Regions from separate parts of the Mus musculus genome. Here region 1 is linked to region 2. The links are chromatin contacts, called in public promoter capture Hi-C maps. All regions are on one chromosome and are shown on one strand. The core of a region is the stretch at or near the end of the contact, and the rest is flanking DNA. Distances in the headings are between cores, read along the strand shown.

Region 1 (7,032 bases), core at 1,337-3,836, 420 kb before region 2:
TATGGCTCCACCATGTGGTCGACACCTCTGTCTCCTGCAGGAGATATGTGTCGGCCCGGAGCTCTGTCATTAAACTCTGTCATTAAACTCTGTCATTAAATTCATGCTTTTACATCAAGATGGTCGTCTGTTCATGATTCTTGGGTGCACGCCGAACGGAAATTGAGTGGGGGTTTCCCCACTAGGTTCTTTCACTCTCAGGAATGGTGGTAGCTTCAAGCAGGGATACTGTGGGAGGTTCTCTGTATGTGTCCTGACCTGTATTTGACTGCCCATTCACCCAACAGATATTTACTGAGTTCCCATCATGCACCAGGCCCTCCTTGTGGACTAGGTAGGCATCCAACAACAAACAGGACCAGCAATTGATGCTGCCTCCACGGCTCTTACCACTCTCACGGGAGACACAGAAACTGAGCGCATTACCCAGGAACCGGTAATATTCACGGCAGGGAGGCGTGTGGTGGGGAAGTGAGAGGGCAAGGGAATGACGGGGCAGTGAAGGGGTGGAGAATCACGGGAGGATCATATAAGCTTGGAACCATGGCAGACTGAGACAAGAACTTGAGAACTGTCTCTGTGAGGGAGCTGCGTGCGTGAGCTGATTTGGGAGCACACGGGAGTTCAGCGTGTATGGAATCTGGTAAGCAATGGTGGTGGTGGAATATTGGAAGGCAGGTGGATGTCTGGATGGGACTGGTGAAGGAGATCAGGGGCGACTGAGACAGAGGAAGTGGTCCTTGGAGGAAACAGAGAAGGGGATCTGAAGAGTGAGTTAGGAGCTGGAGGGGGCATGGTGGTGCACGCCTTTAATCCCAGCACTCGGGAGGCAGAGGCAGGTGGATTTTTGAGTTTGAGGCCAGCCTGGTCTACAAAGTGAGGTCCAAGACAGCCAGGGCTATACAGAGAAACCCTGTCTGGAAAAACCAAAAACCCAAAAAACCAAAAAACCAAAAAAAAAAAAAAAAAAAAAAAAAAGGAGGGCAAGGACCATGGATTTAACCCCTGAATTGAATAAGAGGGAGAGGGATGGGAACCAGTGCACATGTATAGATGGGTAGAGTGATCAGCTCAGAATCTGTCTCCAATTCATTTGGGTCTTGTCATGTTGAGCAGTGCAGGGTTGTGTGTGCTTTTGTGTGAGCTCGTGCACATGTATACATGTGGTATACAGGTTCTGATTTCTACTCTGACTTCTTTTAGGGTTACTGTTTACTGAGAGAGAGAGAGAGAGAGAGAGAGAGAGAGAGAGAGAGAGAGAGAGCTAGAGTCAGAACTGGGATTTTCTGCTGTCCCCAAAACATTCTAAAAGTCTTTACTTCTAGATTGATAGAAGGAAAACAAGCAAAACTTACCATGATGCCCTATTTTTAACAAATACGAGCATCGGTGTAAAGAATGTCATAGCTCTCAGGGAAGAGGGTTAAAGGCTGGGGCTCCCAAAGAAAACGAGCCAGGGGCTCCAGCTCACAAGGTACTATGAACACAAAACGCACTTATAGGGGAGGTGCAGATAAAAGACCTTGTTGGGCACCAGTTTAGCCCCTGAGATGCTCCGTCCACCTGTAGGTGTCTTCTCCAGGGCGGACATTGCTCCATTCACCTGTCCCATCTATATTCTGGTCTCCATTCCTGTTAGGAGCTAAATCTTTACTTAACCTGCATTCCTAATTTAATGCTCGGCTTTCTTTTTATGAAGTTCTATGAGCCTGTTGTATCTCCTCTCTATAAGGATCTTCAGCTATCTCTGTCCACCTTAGATACCTACTATGAAACACCTGGTGCCTAGGCAGCGTGATTCCAAGACTGAGGGTCTGAAGACCCTCAGATCTTCCCGTTCCCCCTCCATGTCCTCTAATTCTTTCTTTACTTTGGCTGGCCTCCTCTTACTGACGCCACCTGAACTGCCTTGTACCTAGTTCTGAGCATACCCTTCCTCTGCTCCAACGACAACTTCTTGTTTCTCTGTCTCTGAATGAGGCCTGCCAGGGGCCACTTGGGGGAACTAGTAAAACTGTGAACTTGAGGTTCTAGTCTTAGTTGGGCCGTCGGCATTCTCAACTCTCTCTTTATGCAGCACCAGTTTCGGGTCCCGTTGTGACAGTGGAGATATTTGTGTTCTACCAGTCCCCTGTAGGGAAGGCAGCCTCTAACCCCAAACTCCTCACTGCCTCCTATAAAAGACCATACCTCCTATACACATACATACAAGAGTGATAGGGTAAGATTTCCCCAACTTCCACCCTCCATCTCACATCTCCTATCCTTAGCTGTATCTTTTTCTTCTTTTGAACCTTTATGGATCCCAGAGGGAGTTATCTTTTAACTGATCAACCCTTTTCCTTTTCTCTTGGGATCTCATCTCTTCCTGTGTGGACCTTACATTTTGCAAGAGTACCATCCACCCATGCTTCCTGCTCTTTAAGAAGACGATAATATGGTCTATTCTGAGCAGAACACGTGGCTTGGGAACATAGACGTTACCATGGGTGACAAGTCCCCTGGGGCTGCATTCATTTCAGGCCTGCTTCCTACTTTTGCCTTTGTTTCTCTCCCAGTGACCACACACTTGACCTTGGGCGTGGTCCCTGGCAAGTCCTTCCAGCCCTTCCGCTCACATCTCAAGGGCTGATACTCACTGGCCCTCACTCTCTACCCACTGCTCATTCCTTGATTTCATTGGATGTCTCTGCCTTTAGCACGGCGTTTTTGCCAAGATGGCAGTTTACATTCCCCAGCATGTGGCTGGGGCCAAATGACTTCTTTATGACCTACACCGACTTTCCCTACAGCCCAGCACCACTTATTTTAATAGGACAATCCTTTATGTTCCTCTTGTACTGTTTGAGTCATAGGAGATTATTATTATTATTATTATGAGATTCTAAAAGGTTCAACCGAATTTCTCTTGTGGCTATCTCCTGTCACCGTTTTGCTCCAGGCAATTTGTGAGCATGATCGGCTTCCTCGTCGACTCGCCACTACTGCGGCTTGAGTGGGAGACCTTCCTTTTGTCACTGTCATCCCTCTGGGATCCAGTGCGGTGCCAGTAATAGAATAGTGCTTACTGGGTACCAGGTGGCTGTGTACTAGTTTCTGAAGGAGTGGTGTAGGGCAGCCACGGGGTGCTGGCCTGGCCGCAGGATGCTGTGAAGGGGGAGGAAGGATTCCCAACCCTCTTTCCAGGGATCCCTGCGTACCTGTACCTGCGGTGTTTCGGATTGGTGCTGGTGATGCTGCTTCTGAGACCCAGTAAAGTGGCTGTCCGCCTTGCCTTTGGGGAGCATCACACTCCCGCGCACGGTCTTCGGAACTTTGTATTCCTGGGTTATTAGAGTGAGCTCTGAGGTAAACCTGCCCAAGTTCTCAGTGCTTAGTCGTGCTGGTACCACAGTATTTTGGGTCATTGAAGACTCATGAGCTGCTGGAAGAAGGTGGGGTTTCAGTAAAAGTCACCATATGAAGGAAAGGACAGTGGGGGACAATACACTGCAGCCTATGTTACTCTCTTACAGAATACTGAGCAATCTTCATATACAGCTGACTGACCTGGGCGGGAAGAAGAGGCTCCACCCACTGAGTATCAGAGGATGGCTCCCCTGGGGTCCTGAGCTCTTTTGTGCCTGCATCAGTTACTTTTAATTTTTAATAGTTGTGATAAAATACTATGACCAAAGGCAATTTTATAGACTTTTAGTTTTTATTTTGGTCCCTACCAACTGGGACCAAATATTCAAATATTTGAGCTGTGTGTGTGTGTGTGTGTGTGTGTGTGTGTGTGTGTGTTAGGTCATTTCTCATTCAAACTACCATATTGCCCATCTTTTCTATAGCTCTTATAACCGTCTGTGCCCATTTTCTTTCTTGGCCCAGAAGCCAAGGGTTTCTTAAGTTGCGTGTGCACTAAGGCCTTGCCTTGACAATCTGACCCTTAACCTTCTGAGCTTTTGGGCAGTGGTAAGGTCGAGGAGCAGATAGGGCAGAGTTTTTTCTGCCCTCAGCAGAACCAACTCTAATGAAGAATGAATTAAACAAGAAGTATGTGGTTATTAGCAAATGGGACCTTCACTCATGCAGTTATTTTCTCCGTTTTGTTCCTGATTCTCCTTCCAAGCAGACTGCTACCTTCTCAGCTCCCTCTTGAAATAACCCACTTTCTAAAATTTCAGTTAAAATCTACTTAGATAAGCACTTGCTAGAGTGCCTTTGTGCCAGCCCTGAGCCTCAGAGTCGTCTTATGGCCCCCTTGCTTGACATATTTGCCCTGTCTCATTGTGCCCCCTGGGATTCTGACTTCAAAGATGGGCTGGGCACCCCTGAAGGAGACCAGGGGTGGAGGACACATTCTTTGTCTCATAAGCCAAGCAACATCAGTGGTCCTCTAGGTCTCGGGGAGACTCGGCCTCAATGCTCCTGCCAATCATCTCAGCGTATAACTCTCCAGGGCTCCCTCATAGCTACAGTTCCCCGCTGGCTTATCGTTTCCTGCAATTCCCTTCTCCCCTCTCCCAGTATTTGGGGCTATGTACAGAAAAGCCACACTGCACCTGCTGGAGGACTAGGGACGCCTAACTCCCTAGTGGAAAAAGTCACAGCTGAGTTCTACAGCAGTTATGAAGGGTGCTAGTCTTCTAACTTACCAGACTCTCCACCAGGCCCCTCACCAGGCCCAACATCTCTGCTTTGCTCCCCTCAGCTTCCTCAGAAGCACTGGCCACTAGCATCTCCCCTCAGTCTCGACCATTTTTCACTATGGACTCTGGCTCTCCTGCCTGCTCTGTGATCCACTGATCATACAGTCTCTTTACAGTGTCCATGAGCCTCTAGCTGTTTCTCTTCTGTCACACCCTCCATATTTCAATAAGAGCAGCTAGACACAACCATAACAAAAGTTTTCATTTGAATACATAACTTCCTTCTTTTTTTCCTTTCTTCCTCTGTTTTCCTTTCTTCTTTCTTTCGTCATTGTCCCTCTTCTGTGCCCTGTCATCATTTTGCCCCGTCCCCTTCGCTGCTCAATTTTTCTGAACAATGATCCAAACCACTGCTGTCACAATGATGTATGTAATTTAAAAAAATTTCCAGTAGCACATAAAAATAAAATAAAATCAACTACAGTGGTATATTTTATATAACCTATTACATGAGGATGGATAGGTCAATAGCTAAGCCAAGCATAAAAACTGTGAAATAGATAAATAGCACAAAATGAAATAAAGTGAGAACAGTATGTTTACTAGAGCAAAGGAGGGCAAGGAGGGCAGAGGCCATGGAAGCCTCACCTCTCTCCCCTTTCTCTCTCCTCTTCCCTACTACCGGCCCTGCTGAGTGTCTTCCTTTGGGGCCCTACCCGCATCTAACTGTCCTCCGACTTCTCTTCCAGTTCTTCCTGCTAACATGCAAGTCTTCTCGAGGGAGTTCCCCTCTTCTCTGGGACAACTGCATCTCTGCAGTGTCTGCAGCTCCCACTTCACTGATGGACTCCCCAAGGCCTGCCTTCAGCTTGATGGTACTCAGTTCAGAGGCTCAAATCTATCATTTCTAACAGGATGCTAACATGATGGCGTGGACCACTGGGATGCTAACACAATGGCATAGACTACTGGGATGCTAATAAGATGGAAAGAATCACTGGGAGGCTAACATGATGGCATGACCACTGGGATGCTTAACACAGTGGCAAGTATCACTGCAATACTAACATGATGGCATGGACCACTGGGATGCTAACACAATGGCATGGATCACTGGGAGGCTAACATGATGGCATGACCACTGGGATGCTAACACAATGGCATAGACTATTGGGATGCTAATATGATGGAAAGAATCACTAGGAGGCTAACATGATGGCATGACCACTGGAATGCTAACACAATGGCATGGACCACCAGTTTATTAGATACAGGAGCACATTTAAGAGAGAGTTATGATATTGTCTGGGATTTCCCCCAAGGAACCATTTCTCTTATCTATCCAGTAAAGAACCTTGTGTTCCATGAGCATCCCAAGCGGAGGAATTGAGAGTTGATCAACTAGCAGGTGTGGGGTGCTGTCAGGAACTGTGTCATGTTGTTAGGACTGTTCACAGAGAGAGGATCCAGCTCTAGTCAGATCCCCTGCTTTGAACCCTTGTGTCTCCGTTCTCCTGATCCATGGTCCTCAGATGACTGGATGAAGCCAGAATTCTTGGCTTGTACTAGGAAGACCATACCAGGCTTCTCTATGCTGAGATCCAAAAGTTCAACCCATCTTCTTATGCTTCCTCCTCCCAGGATTCTTTGCAGGGTAAATGACGTCACTCTCCTCGTTTCTGTGGCTAGAGGTCTCTGTGCTTATCCCTGAGTGTCCCTGCTCAGTCCTCCATCATGTATGTAACACAGAGCGAGCTGGACCAAGGCCATTTTTTCCTGCTTTTCTATTCCCTTTACATTATGAGAGTTACTTTTCTACTGTTGCTTTTGGACATCCAGGAGACAGACCACAGTCACCCCCAACTCTTTTTATTCAATAGAATGAAAATCAAAGCTTATTACAATTGATCTGTTTATACAACCAGCCTTTCCACCTCTGATTTACTATCAACCTCTGTGATTTCTTGGTCTTGCCCTTGTCTCTAGTTTGCATGTTAATATTTTCCCAATCTTCAAAGTCCATTTCCGTGAAGACTTCCCCAAATCACCTGTGCTGGAACCTTCTAGTTCCAAACTTACTCTCTCAAGGACACCAAACACTTTATGGTTGTAAGTGTTTTCTCCTGTCGAGTGAACTCATCTTTGTCTCCCCTCCAAGTGTCACACCAACCTTAATATACAGGTTGTAGCTCTTCCTGGTCTGCTTTTCTACTATGTCACCCACACACCTGCAATGGTCAGGGGATGATAGCTCTGCATGCATGCTGGATGAAGAGGAGAATCCTCTAGCTATATGTCACACATCAGCCTCAGAGCAGGCTATAGGAGAGGACGCTCAGAAAGCTGCATAGAGGAAGAATGGCCTTCCCCGTAAAGGTCCCAAGGTGAGAGATTAGCT
Region 2 (7,037 bases), core at 310-2,809:
CCCTTGGGGTTCCTAGGTAGTTCACTAGAGAGCTATGCTCAGAGCACTGACCCCACCCCACCCCACCCCTACCCCTCTTCAGTCTCCCAGTGCAGGTGCTTCTCTTTCAACAAAGTGCTCCAGAGAGAGTCACCTAGACATTTGTTGATGAAAACGTATAAAGGAGAAAATTCACAGGTACCAAACACTTCCTGCCTTCCTCATACAGTGCGGGACATCTGCAGTTCCAAGTCCAAAGAGCAGAGGGCGGTAAAGAGTAGGCTGAGGTCACAGAATCGGGGGTGGGGGGGGGGGGGGTCGGGGAGGAGACACAAAAGAGAGGTGACTTTTGCTCTGAGCAGTGTACAATAGGGTCCTTCCAGAAGGAAGGGACGGCAATGGGCCAGGTCCCTTCTCACTATTCATCTCCTCCATATTCATCTGGTCCTTTGATGTCACTGGGGAACTTTCAATTCTCCAAGCCTTATCGGGCCTCCTTTCAGACAAGCGTGATGATGGTGATCGCCTCTCACACAAGGCGCTCTCCTTTCCCACCCGGAGGCTGAACACTTACATTCCGAATCCTACAGTCCAGTTTCTGTCCAGAATTCTCCGTTTTCTTCCTAGGGAGCTTTGAGCTAAGCCTTGAATTGTCACTATCAGGGTCTTGGGGGCGACATGCCTCACCGCAGCCCTTCTCCTGAGCTCCTCTGACTGGGAGCTGGTTCATCACTAGACTGCTAGCCCTCTTTAAAGAGGACGCGGTGGGCTAACCAGTGCGCTCCCGTCGGACACCCCTGCAGCCCTCTAGTCTCCGCCATCTCTTCAGGCTCCCCTAGGAGACGCTGGGGACATTTTCCCACCAGCACCTCAGCCCCAGCTGCTGTGGGGTCCTGGATTTGAGGCAGCTGGCGAAGGGCTTCTCCTCAGGTTCCGAGCAGAGAAAGAGCCTTCGTGTGGCCGAGGGGACCCAGTGGCCTCACGCTGGTGACATGGCAACTATTTGTTTCCCGCCTTGCTGGAAGCGGCCAGGCGAGTTGCTCCACTAGGAGGCAGCAGGAGCGAAAGAGGATTCCTAAATGGCTGCTTTGCCGGCCCTCCTCCCTATGCAGGTCACCCCCAGACCCACATGTAGCGCTCATGTCCCTGTCCCCTTGCACCAGACGCCAGCTGCAGGCCCAGACAGCCCTGCACGAGGCCCCCACTCTGAGAATGGCGTGGGAGGGGGGATCTGTGCAGCTGGGTGCATGAAGCTCGGGCCTGTGCTGGGAGGAGCCCTCGGAGGCCATGCCCTGGTGACAAATGGGTGGTCCCACCCTGGGTGAGGGAAAGACAGGAGGACACACAGGGATTGACAGCGACAGACTAGTCTCTTACCGTGACTGGTTGCGAGTCTCTGCTGGGGGGACCCGGGGGCCGCCACAGGAGACACTTGGCGCAGTGTGCAGTTGAGGGAGGCTTCCTGGAGGCTGGGCTTGGACGGAGGGTGGGTGGGATTTCCGCGGCCGATAGGGGGTGGGAGCCACACCTCAAGAACATGTCAGCCATTTGAAGACCCGCCCTGCTATGGTAGATGAAACTGGAGCAGGAAGGAGGCAGACGAAAGAGTAGGCCGATGACCCCAGCGCCTTCCCAACTGGTCCAGGCCTCAGCACGGAGCCGCCCCCACCCCCACCCCTATCCTCCCGGGAGGCCTGGAAGGTGCTCTACCTGAGCTGTAGTGTGTGGAACTAAAGGAAACTGGGTCCTTGCCCAACCCAATGGCTGCGTGCTTAGCCCCCCCCCCGCACCCCCCCCCCAAAAAAAAGGCCAAGATCAGCTCCTCTCCCGTCGTCCGATTCTTGACTAAGCGGAAGGGGCTGGCAGGCATTCTGGAACAGAACTGAATGCTCTTCGCTTTCTGGTCAGGCAGGACAACAGACCAAAGTGGGAAAGTGGTCTGGAGGGTGGGGAGATTTCAGAGGCAGAAAGGCTGGAGAAGGTCTTCCCAGATGCCCCCTCTCAGACTCAGGTATACCCAGACATTTTCTGGGGGGTGACGGGTTTTGGACGGGAGGGTCCCCTCCACTCCTGGGACAGATGTACTGATCCCTACAGAAGGAGAAAAGATTGTAACAGGTGCCCATCTGGGTTTAGAGCTGCAGGTGAGAAATGTTACAGTGTAGAAAAAGAAAAAAGTCTTTGAGCCAAGGCTCCTCCTTTGTCACTGTAAGGCATCTCCTGGACCTGGGCAGCTGTGGCTGGGGTACTCTGTCTGGTGAGGAGGCTCAGTAGAGGTTTGGCAGGTGTCAAATAGCTTTCTTCACCTGCCGGTCTTAGGGGGTCTGAGCAGAGAGGTGAGTCCTGGACAGTAACAATCCTGCAGGGAGGGGGGAAAATAACCACTGGCCATCAAAGCACAGCCTTCTGGAGGCCCTGGGTCAGCCACGTCCTCATACTGGCCAAGACTCTGAGGCAGAGTTTACACAGGTGCCCACTGGTGGCAGATCTGGAACGTCAGACCTTCTGACTTAAGTGCTCTTGGATTCGAGCCTCGATAGTACATCTGCGTTGAGGGAGCAGAAAGCACATCTTGGGGTCCACGGCTGTGAGCTAAAGACGGGTGGAGTACTCCCTGGCCATCTGTTGTGAGACAGACTGTTTCCTGTGGACCTAGCGCCACTCCTGCCTTTAGGGTGTTCAGGCATGGTCTAGCACCAGGCCAGAGAGAAAGGACCAAGCAAAGCTTGTTCAGGTAGGTGGGTTCACAGGAGGTTGGGGGAGATGGGAAGAGAAAGAAGCCTTCTCTAAATGGTTTTCGGTGTTACAGCTTTCTTTATTCGGGGGTAACAAGGGCTATATAAGCCTTGGGGAGTGGGTAGGGGTCTTGTGGGTGAGTGTACATTAGTGGCTCGTGCTGGGTGCTGGGGATGATTTCTTTGCATGAAGAGGAATTCCAGGTGCTTGCTGGAAAAGCCCTTGTAGGAAGAGAGGGAATTAAACCTGTAATTTAACCATCAGGCTACACGACTACCTTAGAGGTTGTGAAGGTGGGGGTCACAGGGCTACGTGCCCCAGGGCATGCAGGCCCAGAACAAGGAGAAGGTGATCTTTCTTCCCGCCAGTCTCAAGATGAGATTTTCGGGGTTTGGACAAGCCTAGACCTTACTCTTGCTCCTGACCTGTTCCCCACCACCCCCCAGCCACAATTGTCCCACAGTTTCCTGGGGAGATTCAACATACACAAGATAGAGGGCCCAAGGTAGACCAGAGTATGAATCCCACCAAAGTTCAATTTGGTGAGCCAGTGAGTTTTATTGGGGTTGCTTACAGAAATATGGGTGAAGGGTTACTTACAGGAGCAGAAATGACTCAAAGACAGCTGCATCACCTGCCCCAGTATCGGTCGCAGCTCATAAAGCTGAGAAACTGGAACACACTGCACAACCTGCAGACAGCTCAACAGAGAGAGTGTCCCCTTCCGGGTACCTCTGTGGTTCTTAGCCTCTTCCAGACAGCTTAGTTTGTTTCTGCTTCTTCCAGGCAGCTGGTCTGGTCTAGGAACCTTCTTCGGAGCTCAGCTTCCTTCTGACTAAAGGGGGCTCTCATCTTTTATTGCTTACTCAGGCAGGGAGAGGCCTAGTGAGTCTGATCAGTTTTAGGGACTTCCTGCTTAAGGAGCTTCCCACAGGATCTGACCTCTCCCCTGCCTGGGATTAGATACAAGTGAGCTGAGTGACAAGAGGGTGTCCCATATATCCCTGGACCTCGGCTTCTCCATAAATAAATGGAGGACCTGGACCCATGGCTAGAGACTTCTCTGGATCTCATAGAGTATGGTTTGCAACTACTCAGGCCAGCACCACACATGGCCAAGAGAAGGAATGGGTTCTTCTCCTTTCTCTCTCCGAGGCATGACGGAGGAGGCAAGGCTTGCCTCTCTCTATGCTTAGCTCCCAGGAGTGCCAGGAGAGGGTCAATTTATACAACGGCATCCCTGGGACACTCCACTGAGGTCCTATACATGCCACCAGCTGATAAGGATGGCTTCTTTGAAGTGCTCAGTGCAGTACACCTGGCCAATACTGATGGCTAAATTTGTAAGGGCCAAAAAGGCAAGCTTTGGGGGCTATGATGTGTATTACTCATGTATTATGAATGCCCCTGGGAGTCTGTGGGAGAGGGATCTGAGGAGGACATTGTCAATGGCAGAGTTTGTGTGCATACCTTTCTGTCATTAGGAGAGAGACTTGGATGCTTGACTTTACACGAGCACACACACACGTGTGTGTACACATCGGTGTGCATGCACAACTGTGTAGCAGATAATCACTACCACACTTGGGAAGTAGATCCTACCACCACCCCATTTTGTACATGCTAAAACGAGAGCCTGAAGCCTGAGACGCTTCTCCAACCTCAGCTGTGTACAGAGAGATTAGATACCCAAAAGGTAGGATTTAGGCACAACGATGCTTTTGCTGAGGTTTTAAATGTTTCCCCTAACTGTCCTCTGGATTTCCCCAGGGGGATAAATTGGACAACTGTCTAGAACCACTCGAGACTCAATCTTTTCACAACCCTACACACTTGAGGCTACCATGGGGGTGGTGCCAAGTAATCTGCCTGGTTTAGACAATGCCTACAGGATGGCAGTTCCTGGGGGCAACCACCAACCTTCTCTCTAGAACAGCAACCTGCCTTTGACCTTTCCTTACAGCTGGGCATGGATGTTTACTGGTATTTTGTTTCTGTTTGAATATTTATCTACCTACCTTCTCCAGAACTAAACAGATGCTAACATATAGCATCTGAGAAATTTTCTTCAAATAAGAAACTGATGCAGTCCCTATCTTTGCTATCGTCAGACAGGGCTCAAATCACGAGATGGGATGTAAGAGTATTGTTTCCTGTGTGCTGGGAGGGATCACTGTTACCTTTCCTTGGATTGGCTCCCTTACAGTATTTGTTGTTGTTGTTGTTGTTGTTGTTGTTGTTGTTGTTGTTGTTGTTTTTGCTACAGCCCCATAGAGTCCTTAGTGGGCACAAATAGAGACTGGTGAATTGTCTGAGTTGTCCTGGGCTCCCAGTGCCTGGGGACCCCTTCAGACTACACCCTTTAGCTCTCACCTACTTGGGCATACTGCAGAAGAGGCTCCAACAAGCAAAAGAACAAAGCAAAATCTACAGATATAGGTCATGGTGCCAGGAGTCCAGGGAAGGCCCTTAGTGCTGGGGACAGATGTCTCTCCCTCCACACACAGCCCCTATCTGTCCTGTCCACAACGGAGAATCAGAATCCAAGTGATTCTGTCCGAGGCCAGTCGTGAACTATTTGTAGCCTCCCAAAGAATGGACAGCTCAACTAGGAACAGTGTAACAATGATGAGCTGTGACTCCTTCAGAGGGGAGAGATTTGGATACTCTATCAGCAAAAGCAAACCAGCTATATAGCTTAAAGTGGATTAACCAATAGCTGTGTCTCTGGGTAGGGAGTGGGCAGCTCCCATCTGGCTTGAGCCCAGGGTTAAGATAGGTGGAAGATAATCAAACAGGGCAGGGGAGGAAGAGAGGGTCTTGACTAGGGACCATGGACAAGGCTTAGAGCTAGGATATTCAACATTGTAGAGAAACGGTTGGGTGTGTCATAAAGAAATGTCTGGGGGGAAGGGGTGGGGGTGGGAGTGGGGATAGGGGTAGGAGTCCAAAACTTAATCTCTGTCTGAAAGCAAGATGGCTAAGAAACAGATTGGGTATCCTCTCCTGAGCTGGGCTCTGGACTTTAAGAGCCCAAGGGAACTTAGACTCTGTCCTGTCCAGATGTCTGTCCTATCTAGTTTTTATGCCAACTTAATACAAGCTAGAGTCATCTGAGAGGAGGGAACCTCAATTGAGAAAGTGCCTCCATAAGATTGGGCTGTAGGCGAGCCTGTGGGGCATTTCCTTAGTGATTGATGGGTGAGAGCTAAGTCTGTTACAGGTGCTGGAACCCCTGGACTTGTGGTCGTGGGTGCAGTGCTATAAGAAAGCAAGCCAAGCAAACCTTGAGGAGCCAGCCCATAAGCAGCACCATGGCCCTCGAATCAGCTCCTGCCTCTGGGTTCCTGCTCTGTCTGAGTTCCTTCCCTGACTTCTCTCTGTGGTGGACTGTTACCTGGAAGTGTAAGTGGGATAAACCCTCCCTAAGTTGCTTTTGGTCATAGTGTTTCGTCACAGCAATATTAACCCCAAGACAAGATCTCAAAATGAAATTGAATCTGAAGACACCTTGCAGAAAGGAGATCTCATGTTTAACGAAGATACACCCAGGCATCTGTATAAACATCTGGTCAGGGTCCAGGATGTGTGGGCCCTAAGAAGTTTCCATGTCCATCTAGTGATTGCCAAATCCAGGGATCCATCCCATAATCAGCTTCCAAACGCTGACACCATTGCATACACTAGCAAGATTTTGCTGAAAGGACCCAGATATAGCTGTCTCTTGTGAGACTATGCCGGGGCCTTGCAAACACATAAGTGGATGCTCACAGTCAGCTATTGGATGGGTCACATGGCCCCCAATGGAGGAGCTAGAGAAAGTACCCAAGGAGCTAAAGGGAACTGCAGCCCTATAGGTGGAACAACATTATGAACTAACCAGTACCCCGGAGCTCTTGTCTCTAGCTGCATATGTATCAAAAGATAGTCTAGTCAGCCATCACTGGAAAGAGAGGCCCTTTGGACTTGCAAACTTTATATGCCCCAGTACAGGGGAACGCCAGGGCCAAAAAGGGGGAGTGGGTGGGTAGGGGATTGGGGGGGTTGGTATGGGGGACTTTTGGGATAGCATTGGAAATGTAAACGAGGAAAATACCTAATTAAAAAAAAAAAGAAGTTTCCATGTGATCTACAGGAGACTTCTTGTCACATGCCCCTACCCTCCTCCACCCCTCTCAGCATACAGGTCATTCTACCAGCCACCAGACAGAGTAGCATGGCTTCCACTTAGGACCCTGTGTAGCCTCAGGAGGATGAGATGCCTGGCCCTGTCACCCCCTGGTCCTCTCAGAGTCAGCTCTGCAAACAGTTCAGACTAGAAA

What was found. Promoter capture Hi-C pulls out the DNA fragments that hold promoters and counts their contacts.
Region 1: a contact with region 2 is called in a promoter capture Hi-C map of embryonic stem cells, with 3 times the contacts expected there. The contact joins the enhancer-like site here to the promoter of Tle7 in region 2. A contact is called at or near these places in 13 of 39 promoter capture datasets (the 3T3-L1 cell line, 3T3-L1-derived adipocytes, Sertoli cells and 7 more), 1 of 115 datasets of contacts at active chromatin or transcription factors (embryonic stem cells) and 2 of 9 other capture datasets (embryonic stem cells and liver).

The regions. Positions count from the first base shown.
Region 1 is chr8:110,515,470-110,522,501 of GRCm38.p6, reverse strand. Hydin (HYDIN, axonemal central pair apparatus protein) reads right to left here. Exons shown (of 87, transcript NM_172916.2): 42 at 3,201-3,421. Among named protein-coding and RNA genes, the nearest start is that of Gm21283, 17 kb to the right of the region's middle. Within about 2 kb of position 2,586, at least 8 of the 459 cell types and tissues checked have an H3K27ac peak or open chromatin away from gene starts, as enhancers often do. A contact at or near this core is called in embryonic stem cells, where this site is marked.
Region 2 is chr8:110,095,854-110,102,890 of GRCm38.p6, reverse strand. Tle7 (TLE family member 7) reads right to left here and starts at 1,559. Exons shown (of 10, transcript NM_001370839.1): 1 at 1,357-1,559. The coding sequence starts at 1,527.